6 separate regions of the Mus musculus genome follow, and regions 1, 2, 4, 5 and 6 are each linked to region 3. Evidence: chromatin contacts called from public HiChIP or PLAC-seq and promoter capture Hi-C data. All regions are on one chromosome and are shown on one strand. Each heading gives the region's core, a stretch centred on a gene start, on an enhancer-like site or on the middle of the called end of the contact. The rest is flanking DNA. Distances are from core to core; before and after follow the strand shown.

Region 1 (3,725 bases), core at 162-2,661, 590 kb after region 3:
TCCTGGGTTGTAGCAGCTTGCGGCGGGTGGGGGCTGTGACTGATGGGTCTGAGATGAGATGTAATACAATTAATTGTCTTTTACAACTGTTGGAACACAGTCCAGAAATGGAGTTGTGTGAGGGGAATTCGGAGCGCTTGTGAGAAAACTTCAAGGAGACAAGAGAAGAACCTGGTGGCCTCAGATTCTTCAAGACGGAACTGTCCTTGGGGTGTGGTTTTGTGCCTCTTCCGGGTGTAGCAGATAGGAGTGAGTTTACATCAGCTGTCGTCACTCAAATGACCCTATGGAAAACCGTGTTTTGCCATGTACGACTTATACTGGTGATTGTAAACTTCGCTTGGGAGACTCTTCTTAACCCTCAGAATATAAATTGTCTGATGCTCAGAATAAAGTTGGCTATTGCATGAGATTTTAGTCAAATTTAGTTTTAGGTCCTGCTCTCCCAGGTTCATACCAACAGCTAGAGCAGTAAACACACAATCCTTTGACTCTGTCGGAAAACGTATCTAGTGCTGGGCCAGCACGATGGCTCAGTGAGTGAAAGTGCTTGCTGCCAAGTCTGACAACCTGAGTTCAATCCCTGGGACATACATGGTGGAAGGAGAGAACTGGCTCTAATAGGTGCCATGGTATATATAGGCACACACACACATGCACACATACAAATAAATAAATGTAACAAAATAATTTACCTCCTCTAGTCTCCTGATATTGAAACTCAACGTGTGATTTAATATCTGTATTTTGTCAGTGTTTTTCTTTGTTGCTGCATTGCTTTTGCTGAGCATAGAACTCAGAGCTTCATGTGTGCTAGGCAAACGCTCCTCCACGGGCCATACATAGACCCTCTTCATCTTTTGTAAACTTTGAGGCAAGGTCTCACAAGTTGCTTAAGATGAACTTACTCTGCAGCCCAGACAAGCCTGGGACTTATAATCCTCCTGTCTCAGCCTCCCGAGTAGTTGGAATGACCACCTGTCTATCCTTAACTTCCATGTTCTTCCACATGTTACAAGAACGAAAACCGCTAGACAGAGTGACTTGGTTCTGTCTGATTTGAGCTCCATCAGCCTTTGAAGATGACAGTACTGAAACGGTGGGTTAGACGTCACTCAGTTAACCTGCATGCTACTTGAAAACGAAGCGCTTGTTTCAATGGATAAATACCCTAAGGAAAGAGACAGCAAGAGTACTCAGGATGTTTAAGAGTAAATTCTTGAAGAATTCATTTACATACAAACCATGCACATTAGTTGCTAAGAACTTGGCTCTTCCTGCTTTTATGGTGCTTCTATATGGTGAGATCTTGAAGAAAGCAGTGAACTTTACCCTCAGAGTGAGGGTGTGAGGAAGCCTTGGCCTCCACCCATCTGAGGTGAGCCTTGGATACAACCATCTGTTTCCACGTTGTGGAAAGCACAAAACATCTCCACCCAGCTCTCTCCGCAAGCTCCAGTATCCAAAGCAGCACGGCTTACGACGGTTGAATTATTTAAATGAGATGCCACTGTCTCTTGCAGTCACTGCCATCAGACAGATATTACATAAACTCTCAGATCAGGGCCATCTGCCACAGCGGGCTGAAAGCCAGAGCTGCTGGCTGCTCCCCGAGGGCTGCGATTCAGAGAGTGTTGGTGGCTCCTGTGCAGACTTGGGTGGTGTCAGGTGACCTGGCAGGTTGGAATCAAAGGGACAAGTGCCTGAGCCACTTGAGGCTGGGCTCTCCAGGAAGGAGCGAGCCTCACAGCAGGGGTCAGTGGGCCTGGAAGAGAAGCAATACCCAGTGGGCACCGAGGTCTCGCTCTGTGGAATGCAGGTCACTGGTGATGATCTCATAAAAAAGCACGCTTCACATGGGGGCACCTATCTCCACAGTGCAGAGACAGCCCTCTGCCTGCCGCACTGGCTCTCACCACCTTCTTCTGGTTCCTGAGGCATAAACAACAAACTCATCCTCTTTGAACATCCTGTGGCCAGGTCCGTGTGGTCAGCAAGCTCTGTGGGCCTTCTGTCTTCAGACAATGGTGGTTTTCTTGTTTGAAAGTCTCCTCCAGTCTGCCTTCCTGAGACCTCTTGATGCACCTCTGATCCCAGCGGGAGCCCTGGTGGGGCAGAGGAGATATTCTACAGAGAGACATGTGTGTCCTGAGTCCATGCTGAGAGGGACAGAGGAAGCTGCTGGGAACGGAGAAAATGGAGGCCACCTGAGGCCCAGTCTCCTCTCCTTCTCTGTGTTGTGGCCATCATGTGCGTTCAGAGTCACATGTGTATATGCATATGCATGTTCAAATTTACATATGTGTACACATGCATGTTCAGATTCTCATGTGTGTATATACATGTGTGCTCAGATTCATATATGTGTGCACACATGTCTGTGCATGTGGAAGACAGACAACTTACATCCTTGACTGTTGCCCCTCGGGTGGTGACCATCTTTTTTATTTTTAACAACATCTGACGTTGGCCTGGAACTTTACAAGTCAGGCGAGTGAGCCTCAGGGATCTTCCTATCTCCACCTCTCCAGCACTGGGACTGCAAGTGCACACCACCAAACACACCGCCATGCACACCACCATACACACTACAATGCACACTACCATGTACACCACCATACACACACGACAATGCACACCAGCATGCACACCACCACACACACCACCATGCACACCACCATACACACTACAATGCACACTACCATGTACACCACCACACACACGACAATGCACACCAGCATGCACACCACCATACACACCACCGTGCACACTGCCACCCACACCTTTTTAATGCGTGGGTCCTAGAAAAACAACTCAAGTCCCCGTGCTTACACTCGGCTCTCTCTCCAGCTCCCATGCACTCTCTCTGCACAGAGTCCACACCAACCATGTGCAGTCCACCAAGGTGCTCACCTCTTCAGTATCAACGGCGTCTTTTAAAGAAAGATTTTTCTGTCCTGCGCTTACAGTTGGAAGCCTCTAATCAGCTTTGTTTTAAATCCTCCAATTTGGAGATTATACTCGTGGGCACATTTTCAATTACCCAGCTTATCTTGGGGGAGAACCAGAAAGGATTAAACCAGCCCAGCCTCCAAAAGAGCCCCTGGCGACAGCAGAGGGGATGTCTGGATGGGAACAGGATCTGGGCAGAAGCAGAAAGACTCAGCGATGTATACCTGTCCTAGACCCGTGAGGAAGGCTTGTCTCAGAGTTTGCTCCAGCAGGTTTGTCTTCTCAGGCTCTGTCAGTGTCCACACAGGTCTGCTGAACCGTGCTCTTCACCAGAGGCCTGTTCACTGCCCTGCCGCTGTAAAGCTGCCTGCCCCACAAGGCTCATCACAGGGATGTATCCTCTGTGGAGCGACAGTCTCCAGTGAGGTCTCCACAGAGACCTGAGTCCACAGGTGCAAGCCACACTCAGCCTGGTAGCCAGGCACGTGGAATAGTAGACAACTATTGTTGTCTACTCTTCCACGTGCCTCAGCTTTTCTTCACGGTTAGATGGGACAGCACATGGAGAGACACGCCATAAATCACCAAACACTGAGGACATGAGACATTTCACTGGCGTACCTGCATACAAGGGATGGCCCAAAGGCTTCTGGAGAAAATATTGTCACAGAAATAAAGCAGTTTCTGCCCGCATACTCAGCCCCTTCTCTCACAGTCTCCACATATACATGATGCATAGTTATGATTTGGGGAGGGGGAACTCAGAACACAAA
Region 2 (3,783 bases), core at 514-3,013, 620 kb after region 3:
GGCCACAGGCAGGTGACTCCAACCCTTGCCACATCCAAGGGAAGATGAGGATGGTAGCACCAGCCCCTCACCGGTGTGAGGGGGACCTCATCAAAGGGCAGGACCAAGTGCCTGGCCCATGCACTCTCTGCAAAGTGGCACCTGTCGCCTGTAGGCTGTCACCTGCCCCAGTTCCAGATGTTCTGCTCTCCATCCCAGGGCAGCACTCTCAGGGCTAAGGTAATAATTACAGCCCAGGTGCTTTCTCTTTCTTATAAACAGAAGAGAAAGCCCGAGACTTGGAGAGACAGCTCAGAAAGCAGGTTTCTCATCCAGGGCTCTATTTGCTGTGGGCAGAATCCTGGCTAAACCTCAACGGTCTCCATGTCAGGTGCCAAATGTCTTTTCAAATACCCTGTAACTCAGACACTAACATGTCACACTGGCATTCCTGTATTGCCCACGATTATTTAGGTCTTGCATGGTCAAAATAATACTTAAGGACCCGTGCGTAGTGGAGCACACCTGTAATCCCAGCACTTGGGAGGCAAAGGCTAGCAAATTGGAGGCCAGCCTGGGCTAGGCAGCAGATTTAAGGCTAGCCTGGGCAACTAAGAGATTTTTGAGAATTTGCTTTGTATCGCAGAGATTTGGCCAGGGGTTTCATGTCCTCCTACCACATTAAACCCCTTTTAAAATCTACCACGTAGGCAGGAAAATCAGCTCCATTTTACAAATTGAAAAACTAAGGCATTCCCGAGTCCAGGATGCGGGTGCAGAAGACTCTTACCCTACACCCACCTACCAACCCTGTATTTTCCAACTCCCAATTGCAAAAATGTCTTCATAGAAGCCAGTTAAGGAGGTAGGGAAGCTAGTGATTAGTGCTCCTTTCACAGATGGGTAAACTGAGGCTCCAAGAGCCAAAAGAAGCTCCTAAGTCCTTTGCCTTCTCTCCTTGGCACAGCACACGCCCAAACTGCAAAGCCCAGTCTGGAGCAGATCTCCGTGCTTGTTTTATTTTTCATTGTTCTGATTTGATTTTGGTTTTTGAGATAGAGTCTCACTATTGTAGCCCAGATTGTATTAGAAAGTCTCCACAGTCTTCCTGTCTCTCGAGTGCTAGGAAAAGAGGCGTGTGCCATCACGTTCTTTTCTTGGGGTTTCTGACAGTGAGTTGCTGAGGTTGAAAAGCGGCCACCCACTTAACTCGATGTCATCACCGGGGTTGGTACGTGGCCCAAGCTGACAGAGGAAATGGAGCGGGTCCCCTCAGCCTGCGCTGCCCTGCGCGTCACAGTCCACACTCGGAAGTGGGCGGCGAGCAGCCCCACGGGAGGTGCGGGCTGCAGTTCCCACACCTCTCTCAACCTCGCCCCGCGTCCCCGCAGCGTCTGCGCCGGCCACCCGAGGGAGTCCTGGGATCGAGCTGCACTTGGGCGCTGCGGAAACCTTCGCGGCCACCGGGACCTCGCAAGGAAGGAGTGCGGGCGCGCCCTTCGCCGACTGCGCCTCAGGGCGGCCGGACTCTCGGGACGGGGACGCGCTTGGACGGGAGCTGCAGTGGGAGCTGGGGACACGACCGCCCGCACCCTGCACTCCCCGCTCACTGCCTCGATTTCCCTCCCCTGCATCAGGGTGCGCCCGGATCTCGGCAGGCCTCGTTCGCCCTCCTCCAGAACCCCGGGCCCTACCTGCGCCGTGGCTCGGACTGTGGATCGGAGCGCCCCGGGGACCCCCGCCCTGCATCGTGCGGCCGGCTGCGCCCCGGACGGCGGTGACTGTGGTGGTGATGGTGGTAGCGGCGGCCGCGGAGGCGGCGGGAAACGGGCAGGGGGCCGAGCCGAGGGCTGGCTTCTTCCTCCTGCCCAGGACCGCCGCTTCCTCTCCAGCCTCGGCCCCTCGCTAGCGCGCGCGCGCCGCCCCTCGCGGCTCCCAGACCGCAGCGCAGAAAGTTTTGCTTTTCACTTGGAGGAAACCAAGGAGGGGAAGTGTGATGGGGCAGTGTGGCCAGGGACCGAAAGACTGGGCGCTTCCCAGACCCTGGGAGTAAAAGGCGGGGTGGTCAAGAGAGGGACTTCTTCCTACCAAGTCGCGGTGAAGCCGAAGGAAAGTGACAGATGACAGGTCGGGGGGGGTGGGAGCAGCTGTTAAAAATGACTTGAGAATCGAATCTCTGGCAGCACGGGGCTGGCCAGGAGCACGGCACAAGCCTTGGCTTGTGCCAAGCTCCTGGCAGCTGGCTCACCTCCCCCATCCCTTCCCTTTGGCTGCTTCAGCAAAGCACCTGCTACAGGACAGTGGGTACAGGAAGTGCCAGTCAGGGGTTAGGCCCGTCATAACCTCGCCTCTGGACCCCGAGGCAAAAATAAACCTACAAAACTGAACTGCATGGAGTCAGCCGGAGACCTGACTGTGGGTGGAGCATGGGGCAGTGGGAAGAAGCCTGGGAGAGTGCGTGCTGGAAGGGAGGAGCCTGTGGCCCTAGAAAAAAGACCAGGTGCTGGAAAGGTGGGCCAGAGCAGTTGCCTCTTACCAGGAACCTTCGGGTAAGCACGGGCGGATGCGGCTGAAGTTGATAAAGACATGAGCAGAGTCAGGATTTAGTGCAGTGGGTAGGGTAACAGGGTTGAAAAAGGCACTGTGTTGGTATCCTAGTTTGCTTTACCTGTCAGTGTGACATAGCCTAGGGTCCTGTGAGCAGAGAGCTTTAGTCCATGATTACCTAGATCAGATTGGCCCGTATCGCGTCTGTAAGAAAGGTCTGGACAGTTAACTGGCCTTCGAAGGCCCAGCCCACTGTGGGCGGCACCATTACCTAGGTTTCGAACTATCCAAGAAAGCTAAGTGAGCTGAAGCCCATCTACGAGCCAGCTGGCAAACAGCGTCCTCTGTGGTTCCTGCTATACCTGATTGGCAGTGAAGTGAGCTCTCCATTGGAGGTTAATGCTGTGTGCTATAGCAAGCAGGCCTGCCTTAGGTTCCTGCCTTGACTCCCCTCAGTGATGGCCTGCGATCGATCTGAAGTGGTCAGCTAAAACGAATGGAACGCCTCTCCTCCTCAGGAGGCACTCCGTAGTAAATACAGTTGAATTGGCCAGCCTGCCATAAACACTCTCAGGTCTACCTGACTCACTCCCGAGGATAACTAGGCATACCTCTGAATATATAACATAAACTGTCTTAAAACAGGGGCTGGAAAGCTGGCCCAACAGTTCAGAGCACATAGCATTCTTGCAGAGGATCAGAGTTCAGTTTCACAGCATCTATCCTGAGTAGCTCACTGCTACCTGCAATTGCAGCTCCAGAGGACTAATCAGGCACCCTCTTCTAGCTATCCCTGTCACCATCACGCAGACAGACAGACAGACAGACAGACAGACACATACACAAAATGAAAATGAATGTTTTAAAACTTACAAAATTATCAGAATCAGATTAAAAAAAAACCTCAGTTGCCACTTTGTTCATGAGCACCTGTACACATGCGTGCTCACAGATGCACACACATAAAAGTGAAGATAGTTTCATCTCCTGGGAGCGCTCACCAGGAGGTGACCTCAGAGAGGATGGCATGTTCTGAGGATAGCAGCCAGCCTCTTTCTCCAGCTGCCCTGTTGTTACCCCCATGGGTTCGTGAGCATGGTGGCCAGGGCAGGTAGGGATGGATGTGGCAGTGAGCTCGGCAGAGTAGATCTTTATTCACCCAAGCCCACCCAGCCACAGTAGCCACCATGCCTGGCAGGAAAGACCAACACAGAGTCTAGGACACAGCACTGCCCCCTGGTGGTCAGCCAGCTTCTT
Region 3 (3,929 bases), core at 11-2,510:
TTGTCTTCACCTCTGTACAACCAGGCTAAATGGGGATGCACCTGGGTGGGGCTTGCCACGGGCTGGTTGCACAGCAAGGACAGCTCAATCAATAAAGCATTCAATAGTGGCAGCTGTCTTATAGCATTGACTGGACTTTGTTCAATCTGAGGAGGACACGGAGCTTCGTTCGCTTCTCCTGGACCCTGAGTCTGAGGAAGATTTGGAAGCACAGGAGGGCTCTCCTGCACTGCAGCTCTTGTATGTTTCACTGGCCTTAAGGGAGGACTTACGAGTTTTGTTTCGGGAAAAATGTCATCTAGATCCTCAGGTTCATTTCTCTGAGGCTCAATAGTGATTTCAACCCTGGCTGAAGGAGTCTTTTCCTGAGTCAGGTGAGTGTAATACAGTGGAGGAGGGCAAAATGTGTTGGTTTCAAAGTCCAGTTCTGTGACATCCTGACTGACAGAACTGACAGTTTTCCCACTGGGAGCGGGTGAACAAGGGGCAGAAGCCATGTCCCCAGAGCTAGCCTTACTGTGTAAGACCGCTTCTTCCCAGGACTTCTGGACAACTGAGGCGTCTGAGTCCCCTGCAGACCAGCTGTTGGTATCCTTGGCACATGGCTCTGAGCCCTCCAGAAGGCGTGCATTTGAGACACACTGTAGACATCTGGCAGAGATGCCTTTGGTGCATGGCTTCGAGGTCTCCTCGGTTCTTGGCTCTGACACCTCCAGGGCTTCGGAGTCCAGGATACAAGCAGGGCTCAGAGGGCCTCGCAGCTGCGGAACCCCCGGGGAAAAGCGTCCCAGTTCGGTCAGGCGATAGAAGAGCGCCAGCTCCCCAACACGCTCGGCCTCTGGCCCGCGCAGGGCGAATACACCTCGCTGGCCCAGGGAGGGGACCAGCAGGATGTCGCAAGCTCCCACCAGGCCGGGCGCAGAAGTCGGGCCCACGGGCAGTTGCAGCAGGGCTGCGCGCAGACGCGGGCGCCGCAGGGCGGCAGGGTGCAGGCGCAGTAGGCAGGCCTTGCCGCGCCCGAAGCTGATGGCGCCGCGCTGGGGCTCCGGGCCAGGAGCGGCCGGCGGGAAGACGAGCAGCGGCGGGAAGTCCAGCAGGCGAAACGCCACAGCCGGGCTCGCGGCGCACGGCGACAGCCCGGTCTCCAGCCGCACCCAGTCCACGAGCAGCTCCAGCGAGAAGAGCCGCCCGGCCGCCGTGGTCGCCATTGCTGTTGCCCCGGGCGACGCCGCCAGCTCGCTCCGCCAACCGGAAGCGGGAGCGAGGGTCACGTGACCGGCCGCGCCCTCGCGAGACTTGACTTCCGGCCCCGAGTGCTCTTGGGAGTTCTTTTGCCTATGGGGTTTTGTCGGAGCAGCTGCGTGATGCTGAGGGAGTAGACGCGCTCAAGCAGCACTCTCTCTAAATTTTATATAAATGAATATAATTTCTATTTTATATTTCATCACCGCAGGTCCTACGTCTTTAGGGATCACGTACCGGAAGTAAATGGGCCGCCCTGCCCATTTAGGCCTCAGAGCCTGCTGACCACTGCTCAAGTCAACCTTTTTTGTGGTTGCTGTGCATCTGTCAGAGGCTGTAGCTTCTGTCACCGGCTCCTTCCTCTCTTTGTCCTCTCACACAATGACCACTAGTAGGCCATCCTGCCCTCACCGGACTTGTGGCTTCTTGAAGCCTCAGGAGGTTTGACCTCAGCTTCCATCGTGACCACCTTGCATCGCCCAGGTGTAGGGGAACTCTCAGTGTATTGGGACAGTGCACCCTAACACCCACCAGAGCCCTCACCTCCCACCCTGACATCTGACCACCCTGGTGTGTCTTCAAAAAGACTCTGTTATGTTAGTTGATGCAGAATTCCCTACGGATGGGAACCCACTAGCTTCGGGTCTTTACTATATAATATGAGGGGCCGGGGGAGAGGGATCATGTACTATCCTAAGGTATTGAAAATGATGGGTCAGGGCTGGAGGTGCAGCTCAGTGGAAGAGTGCTTGTTCACTGCATACAATCTCCAGTACCACCGCCATGAGAGCGGAAGAAGTGATTGGTTCAGTTAGTAGGCAAATGGCATTGGTACATATGTCTGGGAGGAGCGGTGAGTGAAAGTAGTGTCTGCCACTGGAGATCTGTAGTGCACAAGCTACGCACAGAGGAATTTAGCACCAGCCCATTTTACGATTTTACATCTCAGATCCAAGTTCAGAAGCTCCACAACTTCCAGGGTGTCTCGAAGATTCCCAACCCTGGTCTCTCATATAAGACGCAGATCAGGAGTCTCCCTTCCTATTTATTTGATCTAAGTCAGAGCTCACAAAGACACGTTGTGTTGGTCTCATGTTGTGGGTGATTCTGAGGCAGACACAACCCTTGTGCTTCTCTCTCTCTCTCTCTCTCTCTCTCTCTCACACACACACACACACACACACACACACACACACACACACACACGTCACTGTCTCACTGTCAGGATGGTAGCACAGTCACAAGGATAGAGTAGAAAAACACATATGCAGTCATATAGTCCTGGCTCCCTCAGTTACACCATCAAGGGAAGGAGGGAAGCAGGTGACCAACTATCAGCTGTGATGCTCCACCCTCCACAGGCACCAAAATATGCTGGGTTCTTACCAGCTTCTTGTTGGTCTTAGTCCTCTTGGTAACCTCATCAGTTAGGTTGCATAGCAACAAGTGTTCAAGCTGCAATAGATGTTAGATCTTCCTGTCTTTAGTTAAGTGTGGAAAACTAGCAGCATCCATGTCAAAAACATGGCTCAGGGAACAAAGACCATCAAACACTCAACAGCAGAGAGGCAAATTCAGGGCCTCTCTGGAGGTTTATTCTGTAGAATTCACTACAGCAGTAAACAGTTTATTCTGTAGGAAAATCAGCCTGATGTTTGTTTGTCTTTGAGACAGCAGGGTCTCCTTTGCCACCCAGGTTTGATCTTGTGATCCACCCATCACAGCCTCCAGTGCTAGGATCACAGGCATCAGCCCCCAAACCTAGCTTGGCCCAACCTGCAGAGATGGGTTATATTTACAGGTCTGTGTGCCTCCACAACCCAATTTCAGGTAATGCTGGGAATGGAACCTAGAGCTTGTAGTATGGTAGGCCATGCTCACCCACCGCGTTACATCCTCAGCCAAAGTCTTCATTATTGCATCTGTGAAGAAGTATATGAAAGTTCCTGGTATCGTTTTCTTTATGATTGTGTGTGTGTGTGTGTATGTGTGTATATGTGTGTGTGTGTGTGTGTGTGTGATGACTTGTATGTCACTGTGTACTGACATACTGTTCACGACACATGTCTGGAGGTCAGAGGATATCTTTTGCGGTCTTCTTCTACCCTGTTGAGGTGAGCTTTTCTCTTGTTGATTATACAATACCACATATTCCTGACTAGCTGACCTGTAGGCTTCCAGGAGGCTCTCCTGTCTCCACTTCCCATATCACCTTAAAGAAAAGGAATCATACCCACTGCTTGCCTCTCTCTCTGAACCATCTTGCCAGTCACCATGGTGTTATTTTCTGTGCTTGTGTGAGTGCTCAAATATTTACATGAAACAGTAGTATGTTTGTTTCACAGGCTTCCTGTCAACCACAAATGACAGAACATCACACACTGGAGGGAAGTGCTGTCAAAGCCTCCCAGGGCCTTTGATGATTTTAATGGTGTGTTGCTGGGGGGAAGCCTTTATCTTTTCCTGTGTGTGTGTTCACATGTGTGTGTACGGCATTTGTGTGTATGTATGTGTGTGTAGTTCATGGGGAAACAAGACCCCCCCCACACACTCTCGGTAATAAGTCAGGCATTAGTGAGAGCAAAGGGGAAGGGACCCAGTACAGAGAGAAAGCAGTGATGGGTGTGCTCATTTAACAAAATACAGTAGTTGAATTATTTTTTTAGATCTTATGCGTATGAGTGTTT
Region 4 (3,712 bases), core at 669-3,168, 660 kb after region 3:
GATGCAGAGGCCATGAAGGGATGTTACTAACTGGCTTGCTTCCCCTGGCTTGCTCAGCCTGCTTTCTTATAGAACCAAGATTACCAGCCCAGAGATGGTCCCACCCACAAGGGCCCTCCCCTCTTGATCACTAATTGAGAAAATGCCTTATAGCTGGATCTCATGAAGGCATTTCCTCAACTGAAGCTCCTTTCTCTGTGATAACTCCAGCTTGTGTCAAGTTGACACAAAACCAGACAATACAGATGGGAAGTGAATGAAAGTAACCATCGTGTCCAAGGAGTCACTTGAGCTGGGTATCAAAGAGAACATGGTCCACTGGGCTGGTAATGAAAGCACTAAGTCAGAAACAAATCCAAGCTCAAAGAACTATCCACCTATGAGAGAAAGAAACAGGAAAACAGCAAATATGTGGGAAACGACCAGCTTGCTTCATTCAGTATTCAGCCATGTCAATTTTACCTGGTTTCCTCACACTCATGAAGACCACTGTAGGTGCTATGTTCTTTTAAAACTGTCCACATTAGCCGGGAAGAGGGAGGGGGGGGAGTGGCGCACGTCTTTAATCCCAACACTTGGGAGGCAGAGGCAGGTGGATTTCTGAGTTCGAGGTCAGCCTGGTCTACAGAGTGAGTTCTAGGACAGCCAGGGCTACACAGAGAAACCTTGTCTCGAAAAAAAAAACAAAAACAAAAAAGAAAAAAACACAAAAACAAAAACAAAACTGTCCACACATTAGCTGGGACCCTTCTCTTTACAAGGTGCAACCTAATTCTTTCTTCCTAAATATGAAGCAGTTTTTACTTTGCGTTACTTTTAGCAAATGCAAAGTGGCAAACATCTATATCCCAAAGCCCTTGACTATGGTGGCCTATATTAACATTAGTAAACAGTAAAAAGTCCCACATAAAAAGCATTAAATGTTAAATAATATGGAAATATCTGCCACATTCTTACCAACTGTTCTGTATGTAACATCATCTTCACACTTACCATTTACTAGCACATATATTTATATTTAGAGTGTGTTAGATTGGTTACTAGACTGGCAAGACTTATTTTGAGGTAGCACTCTGCATAGAACAGGAACTATTAGTGAATCTCGTACATACATGTACACTGGTATTCTTGTTCTATTAACTTGGTCAAGTTATCCTGATATCGGAATGTTTAGAATACAGATTTTTTTTTTTTCTGGGCAGACCTAGCACCAACACGAAACATTCAGGAAAACTAAGCCTTACATCGGCATGGACTAAAGGCTCCCTAACCGACCCCACACCCGAACACTACGGCGACACGATTGTTACGGTTATGGTTCTAATTCTCCTAATGGAAACTTACATTTGAAGGCCAGCATCACCGGCGAAGACAAACTGGCATCCTTCCCCTCTCTCCTTTGGTTATGTGGGAAGGTGTCATGCTTCCTCTTCCTGAACCCTCCTGGTCCTTAGGCAGAAAAGAAGAGATGGATGGAGCCCTTGCGATGCCGCGCTAGCACAGCCCAGGCTATCCCCTTCGTCCCCCGGTACCCACAGGGCTCGACCTCTCCAGCCACACACAGGTCCCCAAACTCGTGCACTGGTGCAGGGGTCGCACAAAACGCGGCTTGAGACCCCAGGCACCCGGCTGCGCTCTGGGTCGGTCCGCAGGGTCCCCTGGGGGCGTGCGATGGATGGCACGGTGACAGCCGAGCACAGGGGCCAGGCCCTGCCAGCCCCTCCCCTCCACGCGCCGGCCCCGCACCTTCTTTGCCGTTCATGGCCGCGGGGCCTCGGCTTGCACGCGCAGGGATCGCAGCCGCCGGGCCAGCTCAGCGAAAGGCCGTCGCGGGACGCCGCGCTGAGCCCGTGGGTGACAGCGCACACCACCCTGGTCGCAGTAGGCGGCCGCCGGAAGCGGATCCTTCACGCAGCCTCAGCCGGGAGCTGCGTCCGCCGCGGAGTCCCCTCGGCCGCACACACTTCCGGCCCGTGTCCCACACCGCCTGGGCGGGCATGCGGGCGGGCGCGCTCCTGCAGCAGCGCACGTTTCCGGCCGGGCTCCCGGCGCGCTCCCTGTGCTGCACATACTTCCGGTCTGTGTCCCGGCTTCTCCCACGTCCAAGTGCCTACCCGGCGCTCTCTCTCAGTCGCGCATGCTTCCGGTGTGCCAGGTTGTGGTGCAAGCCGTTGAGTGCCTACCTGAGCTGTGTAGTCCTGTCGCGGGCAGCGGCCTCCTGTCCCCTCGCCTCTCTGAGCAGCCTCCTGCGTCCATGCATGCCCTTGGCATGTGCTGGGTGCGTGGCACCTGGAAGTGTCGCAAGGTCTTCGAAGAGAAGCAGCTTTGGAATAGATGGAAAGTTTGGTCACATTGTCAAGCCCTAAGGCTGTTGTTTGAGCACATGCTACCTCACCTAGCTAGTACCATTCCTTTGAGGCTTCCAGCAGCCCATTAGAGACCATGCTCAATTAAGATTACTTATTGAACAAAGCCCAACATCTTGAGTCAAGTTCAGCCATGTGCATGTTACAGACATTTTAGTCACACAGTCTGTTCTTGTTAACTTAGGAACAGACACACTTATGGAAATGATATACGTAGAATTAGCCAGTGAAGTCAAGGCCACAACAGCATCACAGGAGGGTCTCCCAGCTCAAAAATCAGGCCATAAGCTGTCACCATTGAATCAGCAAAAAGCTAGATGGTTTGGGCAGAGTCCTGCATGAAAAGGCTGTGGGGGAACAACAATGGATGAATGTTGGACACATAACCATCTTGAATTTCTGTGACTTCTGAGCCCACATTCACCAGTTGTCTTAGCGTTTGTATTCCTGCACAAAACATGACCAATAAGTTGGGGAGGAAAGGGTTTATTCAGCTTATACTTCCACATCGTTATTCATGCCAAAGGAAATCAGGACAGGGACTCACACAGGAAGGAACTTGGAGGCAGGAGCTGATGTAGAGGCCATGGAGGGGTGTTTCTTACTGGCTTGCTTCCTCTGACTTGCTAAGCCTGCTTTCTTATAGAACCCAGGACCACTAGCCCAGGGATGGCACCACCCACAATGGGCTGGGCCCTCCCCCCTTGATCACTAGTTGAGAAAATGTCTTACAGCTGGATCTCATGGAGGCATTTCCTCAAGGGAGGCTCCTTTCTCTGTGATAACTCCAGCTTGTGTCAAGTTGACACACAAAACCAGTATTCCACTATTTTTGACGATGTGGGGCTACAGGGATTGCTCAGTAGGTGAAGTACTTGCCCTGCAGGCATACAGGACCCAAGTATCACCGAGAACCCATATAGAACATCACTGAGGAGATGGAGAGATACAGATCTTTGGGGCTTGCTGGCTAGCAGGTTAGAGGTTCTGAGCCAGTGAGAGACCCTGTCTCTAAAAACTGAGAGGTGAAGAACACCTGGGGAACGATATCTGCTATTACTCTCTCTCTCTCTCTCTCTCTCTCTCTCTCACACACACACACTCAATACATGCATGCATGAGACACATGCATGAGCAAAAACAACAACCAAAATATGACCTGACCATGCTTTAAAAAAAAAAAAAAAAAAAAAAAACCTCCTAGGATATCAATGTCTTACTCTAATGTCCCCCGGGATTCAAGAACAGCAGTAGCTGGGACCATCTCACCGTTCATACTAATTTACCATACACTGGAAGTGTATGCTTTCTAACTCCCAAAACAGCTCTCAAGGCTTCTCTCCCAG
Region 5 (3,510 bases), core at 301-2,800, 920 kb after region 3:
GGTAAGGTGGCAGGTGATAAAGAGAATTCAGGCCAGGTTGTGAAAGGCAGGTCTGTTTCCTCCCCTCCCCTCCCTTCTTCCCTTCCTCCCACACAGACAATCTCAGACTCCCCAATTGCTTAACAGGTAGATGATGAAGGATGGCCTAGGGTTTGGGAAGGTGGCTGGATAATTACTGAAGGTGAGACACTGGATTACTGGGAAAATACTGGGCAGGTAGGTAGGTGGTCTCCTGGGTGCCCCTCGGATCTCACTGTCTGGCTGGATTCAACACTAACTTCTCAGATTGATTTTCGGGGTGGGTTCCACGCACAGCAGAAGAAAGCCCCCAAAGCAAGAGGGCACATTTATAGAAGGTATCTGAACTACCTGAAACATGTTCCTGCTGGATTAATTCAGAGTCATTCAGTCCCTTTATAGTTAGACTGAGTAGCCATTGGCATCGAAGTTCTTGATATTGACTCTAGGTTTCTCTGCTATTGGCCAGACTTCTGTTTCCTCATCTTGAATCTGAGCCGGTTACCTTTTGCTAAGGTTTGAGTCTTCCTGGAAGGGCGAATTCTCTCCCTGATCCATCTCTCTTCTCTTCAGGGTGTACTTTTACTCAGTTTTGCTGAAGTTGGTGAAGTCCCGAGATTCAACGTCTTTCTCTAACTCCCTGAGATTTCACTTAAAAAAATTCCACCTACTTATTTTAGTGTGTGCACACGCGCGTGTGTGCACATGTCATGAATGGAGCGTTTGAGTCACTACTTGCAGGAGACGGTTTTCTCTTTCCACCAGGTGGGGCAGAGTCCTTATTCCCTGTTTTAGATAGGGCTGAAAGACAAGTTGGTTCGTTTCTTTAAAAGAGTGAGCAAAGTGTGGCTGGCGCTCTCCTTGGCTGCTGAAGTTCGGGGAAAACCTTGACGCTCACAGAGGAGGCAAGCTAGGCCTCGTGAATGAGTACTGTGTGCGGTTCTGGCTGCTGCCAGCACCTGCGATCATCACGCCCACGCTAGGGCGCAGGCAGCACGGGGTGGGGTCGGTGCGGGGACTGGACCCCTTGGTAGATAAAAGTGGTTTCAGTGGCTGGTCAGAGTGAAGCCAGAGAGACCAAAATCATCCAGCCAGAAGCGTGGACAGGGAAGGGAGTAAGAGCCCATCTGGAGTGGAGGACGGAAGACCGCTGGGGCCAGGGGTGCAGAATGGCTGGTAGGATGGGCCTGAGGCTGGAGGTGAGGCTGAGAGAATAGCGGAGGTGACCAGCTGGAGGTGGGGTGCACAGGACTGGAGGTGGGACACAGTGAGGTGGAGACCCGCTGGTGGTGTGGCGAAAAAGGGAGGGGACTTGCACGTAGGGTTCACAGAGCTAAGACTTAAGGTGTCCCCGAGGGCTAGTCCGGAGCGCAGATGAGTGGAGGTCGAGATGGAGGCCAGGGGGCCCTGCAGGGCGTCGCCTCACTGCAGCAGCACAGAGCCGAGGAGAGGGGCGGGTCCCGAGAGGGGCGGAGACCAAAGGGCCGGGCAGCGGGCGGAACTCGGGCGGGCGGGAAGTGGGTGGGGACCCGTCGGGTTCCAGGGACCTAGGCTAAGCTGCGCGCGCGTGTGTCGGCGCCCCAACGAGATGAGCGGAACCGGGTCCGCCGGCATGGCCCGGGGGCTGCGCGTGGACGGGCTGCCACCGCTACCCAAAAGCCTGAGCGGGCTGCTGCACTCGGCGGCGGGAGGCGCGGCGGGTGGCTGGCGGCACCTGGAGCGGCTGTACGCTCAGAAGTCGCGCATCCAGGACGAGCTGAACCGAGGGGGCGCGGGCGGCGGCGGGGCGCGGGCGGCCGGGATGCGGACCAAGCCCCCCAACCTGGACGCCGCGCTGGCGCTGTTGCGCAAGGAGATGGTAAGGACTAGGCGCCGTGAGTCCCGTCGTGGGACACTCTCTTTTGGTCCCTGAAAGCCCGGACTCCCCTCTAGGGCTTCCCACGGCTTCACATCACCTCCGGCAGGGCAGCTTCAGATGCTGGGGTTCTCCCGGGCCAGGTCAGGGCGCGGCGAGGTTCGCCTGCCGGGTCTCAGGAGAACAGGCTTCCTGTGCGCCTGCGGGTCAGTGTGAACAACAGATGGGTGGCCGGGCCCCTCCCCGGCCGCCCTCCAGGAATCCGATTACCGGCGCGGAAGCGGTACTCGGCCGGGTGAAGTCCTTATGTCTGGTCACAAACAATGGGTTTAGTTTTTTTCTCCCTCCTGCGAAGTGGAGTAGGTGTTCCTGCACCAGGACGCACGATTCAGGGTGATGCCAGGGCAGAGATTTGGGCCGCAGGGAGCTCTTTCCCAGGTTGCTTCCTGTGGCTAGCCAGGTAGGGAAAGACCCACGCAACCCACCCATCCAAGTTCTTTCCCCTAGACTAAGATCTTCTACCCTGAGCCTAATACATCTAGCGAATTGCATTTGCTTAGATAAATCCATACTTAGTGTGTTTACAGCCTAATCATGAATGGCTGAGTGAAATAAAGAGACTGGCCCCCCAAGTGTTTGAGGTATTTTTTTTTTCTTGCATAAGACGCAAGGCGCATGGTGACTCTTGGTTGTGAAGCTCTGCTTTATAAACATGCTAGGGAGGCTTGGGAGCCCAGCTACATTCCCGAAGGTATTTCCCAGGTCCCTCCTGCTATGACTAAGGTACAGAACCTTATAATTATGCCTTGGGCGGTAGCTCCGGAGCTCAGCTATAGGAAATGAGCTGCTGTCACTCTGCCTGATAACAATGTTAAAGGTAGGGTTTGGCTACAGGCCCTGACAGGCCTTCTCAGAAAACCATCACGAGGCTCTTCCGTCTGTCTGGTAGCTAGCTGTTCAAGAGACTTACTGTCCTGGGGGAATGGTGAGGTTTCCGAGACAGTTCACATCTCGCTTAAAAATAGTCGTTCATTCCAGAGCCTTCTGCAGAATGTCTGTGTCGATCTATTTAATTTGAGGGCCAGAGGTCAAATCTGTGGTGGGGATATAATTCATGTCGGGACAGAATGTGACAAGTGCCAGAGAAAGGGACAAAGCACAGAAAGAGGGCGTGTCCCCCAATACAGTGGGGACTTCTCTATGGAGTCAGGGAGGTGGGAAGGCCGGAAGTGACCGGGAGAGAACTCTGAGATTGCTGAGCTGAGTGGTGCCCTGAGCCTCTCAGCCTCAGGCTTGACTGACAGGAACCAGAGGTTAGGAGGTGGCCCTGTAGCTGTGGGAAGCCTGCGGATCACCGGATCACCGGTCTCAGGAGCAGGAACTCTGGGATGTTCTATGAGTATAGGAGGCCTGGAAAATGCCCTAGGTGCACCTGGGAAACTCACAAGGATTGCTAATGGGTCCCCAAAGCTGATAAAGAAAGAAGTGAATCAAAGATGACCCAAGTTTTTTGTTTGATTGGTTACTGATGGAAAGTATTTAGTAACAAAACAAAAATCACAGTCCTAAGACTGGTCCTGTCACCCAGTGGCAGAGGCCTGCCTAGCATGCATGTGGCCTGTGTAAATTATATTTCT
Region 6 (3,779 bases), core at 681-3,180, 550 kb after region 3:
CACTGGTAGTCACAATGTAGCTGATACAGCCCCTCTCTCACACTGGTAGTCACAATGTAGCTGATACAGCCCCTCTCACACTGGTAGTCACAATGTAGCAGGTATAGCCCTTCTCCCACGCTGGTGCTTGGCCAGCAAAGGTGCCCAGGTGACGGGAAGGCAGTGAATGAACAAGAGTTTGGAGAAGCCCCCATCAATAAGTGAATTTCCCATAAATGCACCAAATGACCTGAATTCAATGTTCAGACACTGCACAGAGAATAGAATTCGTTACTTGTCTCATTGCTGTGACAAGATGCTAGACAAAAGCGAGGTAAGAAGGAATGGGTCTATTTGGACTCATGGAGCCAGCCAGTACAGCCTGTGGTGATGGGGACGAAGGGCTGCAGGAGCTCGGGATCACATTGCATTTATAGTCAGGAAGCAGAGAGAGAAGAATGTTCTCTTTCCCTTTCTATTCATGCAAAAGCCCTGTCCTAGGGGTGGTACCTCCCACAGCCAGGGTAGGTCTTCCTCCTCAGTGAAACCTCTCTGGGAAAACCCTCATAGACGCATCCAGAATCTATCCCCCTGGGGAGCTTAAATCCAGTCCACAAAGGAGACTAGCCATCACAGGAATTTGCCCAGGACCTGTCCTACTGCCCTAAGGGTATCAAAAAGTGGATTCCAGGACCAAGTCCCAAATAACTGGACTTTGTCCACACTACCTTCTTCACGACTGCCTGCCAGAGCTAATTGGATGTTGCTTTCCAAACACTGTTAGTGATACATCCTTTTCAATACTGGTGTTCATCAAACAGGCCACTCGGTTTTCTTGGTCCAGGCTGGGCAAGGTCTCCCAGACTCTACTGAGATATTCCCACTCTTTAACAAGCACCTGAAGGTCATGTGGCTTTTTTTCTCAAGAACTTATATATTGTTCTATAAAATAAAAACTTTTGGTGAAAACCACTAAAAATCTTGTTAAATGCTCATAAAATGAAACGCTAATTAAGGCAGTTATAATGAGATTCACTGTGCAGGGGCCAGGGAAAAACCTGAGTTCAACTCTGAGCTTAGCCAGCTGTCTGTCTGACCTTCAAATTATTTAGCCTTTCTAGACTCCAGTTTCCTGATCTGTTAAAAAAAAAAAGACATTAATAATAATCTCTATATTATGGGCCTAGGGATTAACCACCATAATCTAAACAATACATCAAGCTTTATGTCTGCAATTTAGTTAATGTCAAAGGACTGGTTATTATTAGCAGCCCTGATGTGTACGGCTTTGGGAGGCTCATGCTGTGTTTAAAAATCCCAGCCTGGCTTCCCTTGGTCCTCTGCTATGCTCTAAACTGTCTCCTGGTCCTGGATGGTCCCTAAAGGGTTAATCCAGCAAAGCAATCACCATGGAGAAGAAAACAAAGGAAAACAGGGAGTAGAACAGGAGAGGTCCCAGCTCAGGCCGGCTCTGTGCTGTCACTCACTCTGGAGACCCTGGCCACCTGAAGTTCTCTTTCAGGTTTAGAAAAGGGAATGTGAATACTCAGCTGTGGCATTAAAGCCTTGGCCACTCTCTCAACTTTCTCAGGGATTCTAACTCTGCAACGGCCACTAGGCACAGGGGATGCAACTTCCTAGGCAGCATCTTCTCCATTTGGTACTCTACACCCAATTTTATATACTGGTAGCTCACTGGTTCCGCAGGTTACACCCCCCACCCCTTATGCTGATGGGCTGTACCAAGTAGAAGCCCTGAGTGACTCTCGCCTTGAATTTTAGGGCCATTCATAGTGAGCAAACCAAGGAGACGTGGGATGAGGGTAAAAGGGGGCAGCAGAACCACTTACACCATTGGAAGGGATCTGGTGCTGTCTCAAGGTACACGGAGCCATGGATGGCTTTGAGCAGAGGTGTGCTTTGAAAGCAGTTAGTGCTCCGCTGCCCCAGCCCCAGTCTGCTGCTATGTTGGGCAAGTCTATAAATGGGCAGAATCTGGGACAACCAGGTCCCCACTGCCCTCAAGTCAAGTTCTGAAGTGACCAGGGCAAAGTGGTGGTGACAGAATGGTCCTCTGGCAGACAGAGACAGGAAAGTGTCACACTCTCCACTGATAACCTGCAGCTCTCTCTTGGATGGTTCTTGCCTACATTCCTGAGATGCTAGGCAAGCCCAACCTGCCCTGCATGGAGAGGATCACAGTCTACACTCCCATACACAGTCTACACTCCCATACACAGTCTACACTCCCATACACAGTCTACACTCCCATACACAGTCTACACTCCCATACACAGCCTCTACACTCCCATATACAGTCTACACTCCCATACACCGTCTACACTCCCATACACAGTCTACACTCCCATACACAGTCTACACTCCCATACAGTCTACACTCCCATACACAGTCTACACTCCCATACACAGTCTACAATTCCCATACAGTCTACACTCCCATACAGTCTACACTCCCGTACACGGTCTACACTCCCGTACACAGTCTACACTCCCATACACAGTCTACACTCCCATACACAGTCTACACTCCCATACACAGTCTACACTCCCATACAGTCTACACTCCCATACACACTCTACACTCCCATACACAGTCTACACTCCCATACACAGTCTACACTCCCATACACAGTCTACAATTCCCATACAGTCTACACTCCCATACAGTCTACACTCCCATACACAGTCTACACTCCCATACACAGTCTACACTCCCATACACAGTCTACATCCCCATACACAGTCTACACTCCCGTACAGTCTACACTCCCATACACAGTCTACATCCCCATACACAGTCTACACTCCCATACACAGTCTACACTCCCATACACAGTCTACACTCCCATACACAGTCTACAATTCCCATACAGTCTACACTCCCATACACAGTCTACACTCCCATACACAGTCTACAATTCCCATACAGTCTACACTCCCCTACACAACCAGATCCCTCTACCAGCCACGGCATCTCACCTCTCCTAACTGTAAGCTTCTAGTATTAGAGAAAAAAAAAAAAACGATGTCACTCTACCTGGCACCTGCAAGGCTCAGAGACCAAGCACATCTGGTTAAAGGGAGTCTTGGAGGCCCTCAGCCTGTTCATTCAGCCTAGGTCATTGCCACTAACAACTGCATGAGTAGCAAAATTTAGATTCTCCAGAACCCACATAAATGCCCAGTAGGCACAGCAAGCCATCTATAATTCTAGAATGTGGGAAGCAGAGATAGGTGACCTCCAAAAACAAGCTGACTGACTAGACTAGCTGTACAGCTGAGCTCTGGGTCCCACTGAGAGACCTTGCCTCAATGAATAAGGTTAAAAGCAACAGGGGAAGATTCTCTACATCAACCAAGGGTCTCCACATGTATGAGCATGCTCATCCCTGCACACACATGCAAACGCACACATACACACATGCACACTCACACACACACACACACACACACACACAAGATTCCCTATAGCAACCTAGGGCCTCCACATGCATGAGCATACTCATCCCTGCATAAGCATGCAAACACACATATACACACATGCACATGTACACACACACATGCAAACATGAGTAATAGAGGAAGATTCCCTATGTCAACCAAAGGTCTCCATATTCATGAGCATACTCATCCATACACACACAAACATACACACATTCAAACACACATGCACACACATGCAGATATGAACAATAGAGAAAAATTCCCTATATCAACCTAAAGTCTCCACATGCATGGGCATACTTATCTCTGCATACACATACATCTGTCCACACATA

Evidence for each region. Promoter capture Hi-C pulls out the DNA fragments that hold promoters and counts their contacts. HiChIP or PLAC-seq counts read pairs in DNA pulled down with a chosen protein or histone mark.
Region 1: a promoter capture Hi-C map of hippocampal neurons shows a contact between it and region 3, with 2.6 times the contacts expected there. The contact joins the enhancer-like site here to the promoter of Map10 in region 3. A contact is called at or near these places in 4 of 39 promoter capture datasets (embryonic stem cells, hippocampal neurons, liver and 1 more), 3 of 115 datasets of contacts at active chromatin or transcription factors (cardiomyocytes and embryonic stem cells) and 2 of 9 other capture datasets (adipose tissue and macrophages).
Region 2: a contact with region 3 is called in an H3K27ac HiChIP or PLAC-seq map of embryonic stem cells, with 2.7 times the contacts expected there. The contact joins the promoter of Disc1 here to the promoter of Map10 in region 3. A contact is called at or near these places in 3 of 39 promoter capture datasets (hippocampal neurons, maxillary cranial neural crest and neural stem cells), 1 of 484 Hi-C or Micro-C datasets (CD8 T cells), 6 of 115 datasets of contacts at active chromatin or transcription factors (astrocytes, bone marrow-derived macrophages, craniofacial prominence and 3 more) and 1 of 9 other capture datasets (adipose tissue).
Region 4: an H3K27ac HiChIP or PLAC-seq map of cardiomyocytes shows a contact between it and region 3, with 5 times the contacts expected there. The contact joins the promoter of Tsnax here to the promoter of Map10 in region 3. A contact is called at or near these places in 3 of 39 promoter capture datasets (hippocampal neurons, pre-B cells and stem cell-derived epiblast-like cells), 1 of 484 Hi-C or Micro-C datasets (embryonic stem cells) and 2 of 115 datasets of contacts at active chromatin or transcription factors (cardiomyocytes and forebrain).
Region 5: an H3K4me3 HiChIP or PLAC-seq map of stem cell-derived neural progenitor cells shows a contact between it and region 3, with 4 times the contacts expected there. The contact joins the promoter of Fam89a here to the promoter of Map10 in region 3. A contact is called at or near these places in 1 of 39 promoter capture datasets (hippocampal neurons) and 1 of 115 datasets of contacts at active chromatin or transcription factors (stem cell-derived neural progenitor cells).
Region 6: a contact with region 3 is called in an H3K27ac HiChIP or PLAC-seq map of heart atrium, with 7 times the contacts expected there. The contact joins the enhancer-like site here to the promoter of Map10 in region 3. A contact is called at or near these places in 10 of 39 promoter capture datasets (the 3T3-L1 cell line, the C10 cell line, HPC-7-derived erythroid cells and 6 more), 1 of 15 datasets of contacts at CTCF or cohesin (the NIH/3T3 cell line), 1 of 484 Hi-C or Micro-C datasets (bone marrow-derived macrophages), 5 of 115 datasets of contacts at active chromatin or transcription factors (embryonic basal ganglia, embryonic forebrain, embryonic hindbrain and 2 more) and 1 of 9 other capture datasets (macrophages).

What each region holds. Positions count from the first base shown.
Region 1 is chr8:125,076,832-125,080,556 of GRCm38.p6, reverse strand. All of the region lies in intron 1 of Disc1 (disrupted in schizophrenia 1), which reads right to left. Among named protein-coding and RNA genes, the nearest start is that of Disc1, 24 kb to the right of the region's middle. Within about 2 kb of position 1,411, at least 19 of the 459 cell types and tissues checked have an H3K27ac peak or open chromatin away from gene starts, as enhancers often do. A contact at or near this core is called in hippocampal neurons, where this site is marked.
Region 2 is chr8:125,052,175-125,055,957 of GRCm38.p6, reverse strand. It overlaps Disc1 (disrupted in schizophrenia 1), which reads right to left and starts at 1,763. Exons shown (of 13, transcript NM_174854.2): 1 at 1,674-1,763. The coding sequence starts at 1,728.
Region 3 is chr8:125,667,149-125,671,077 of GRCm38.p6, reverse strand. It overlaps Map10 (microtubule-associated protein 10), which reads right to left and starts at 1,260. Exons shown (of 1, transcript NM_028908.3): 1 at 1-1,260. The coding sequence starts at 1,208.
Region 4 is chr8:125,011,247-125,014,958 of GRCm38.p6, reverse strand. It overlaps Tsnax (translin-associated factor X), which reads right to left and starts at 1,918. Exons shown (of 6, transcript NM_016909.3): 1 at 1,747-1,918; 2 at 1,345-1,449. The coding sequence starts at 1,762.
Region 5 is chr8:124,749,906-124,753,415 of GRCm38.p6, reverse strand. It overlaps Fam89a (family with sequence similarity 89, member A), which reads left to right and starts at 1,550. Exons shown (of 2, transcript NM_001081120.2): 1 at 1,550-1,876. The coding sequence starts at 1,607.
Region 6 is chr8:125,118,857-125,122,635 of GRCm38.p6, reverse strand. The region is part of intron 3 of Disc1 (disrupted in schizophrenia 1); the gene reads right to left. Among named protein-coding and RNA genes, the nearest start is that of Disc1, 67 kb to the right of the region's middle. Within about 2 kb of position 1,930, at least 8 of the 459 cell types and tissues checked have an H3K27ac peak or open chromatin away from gene starts, as enhancers often do. A contact at or near this core is called in heart atrium, where this site is marked.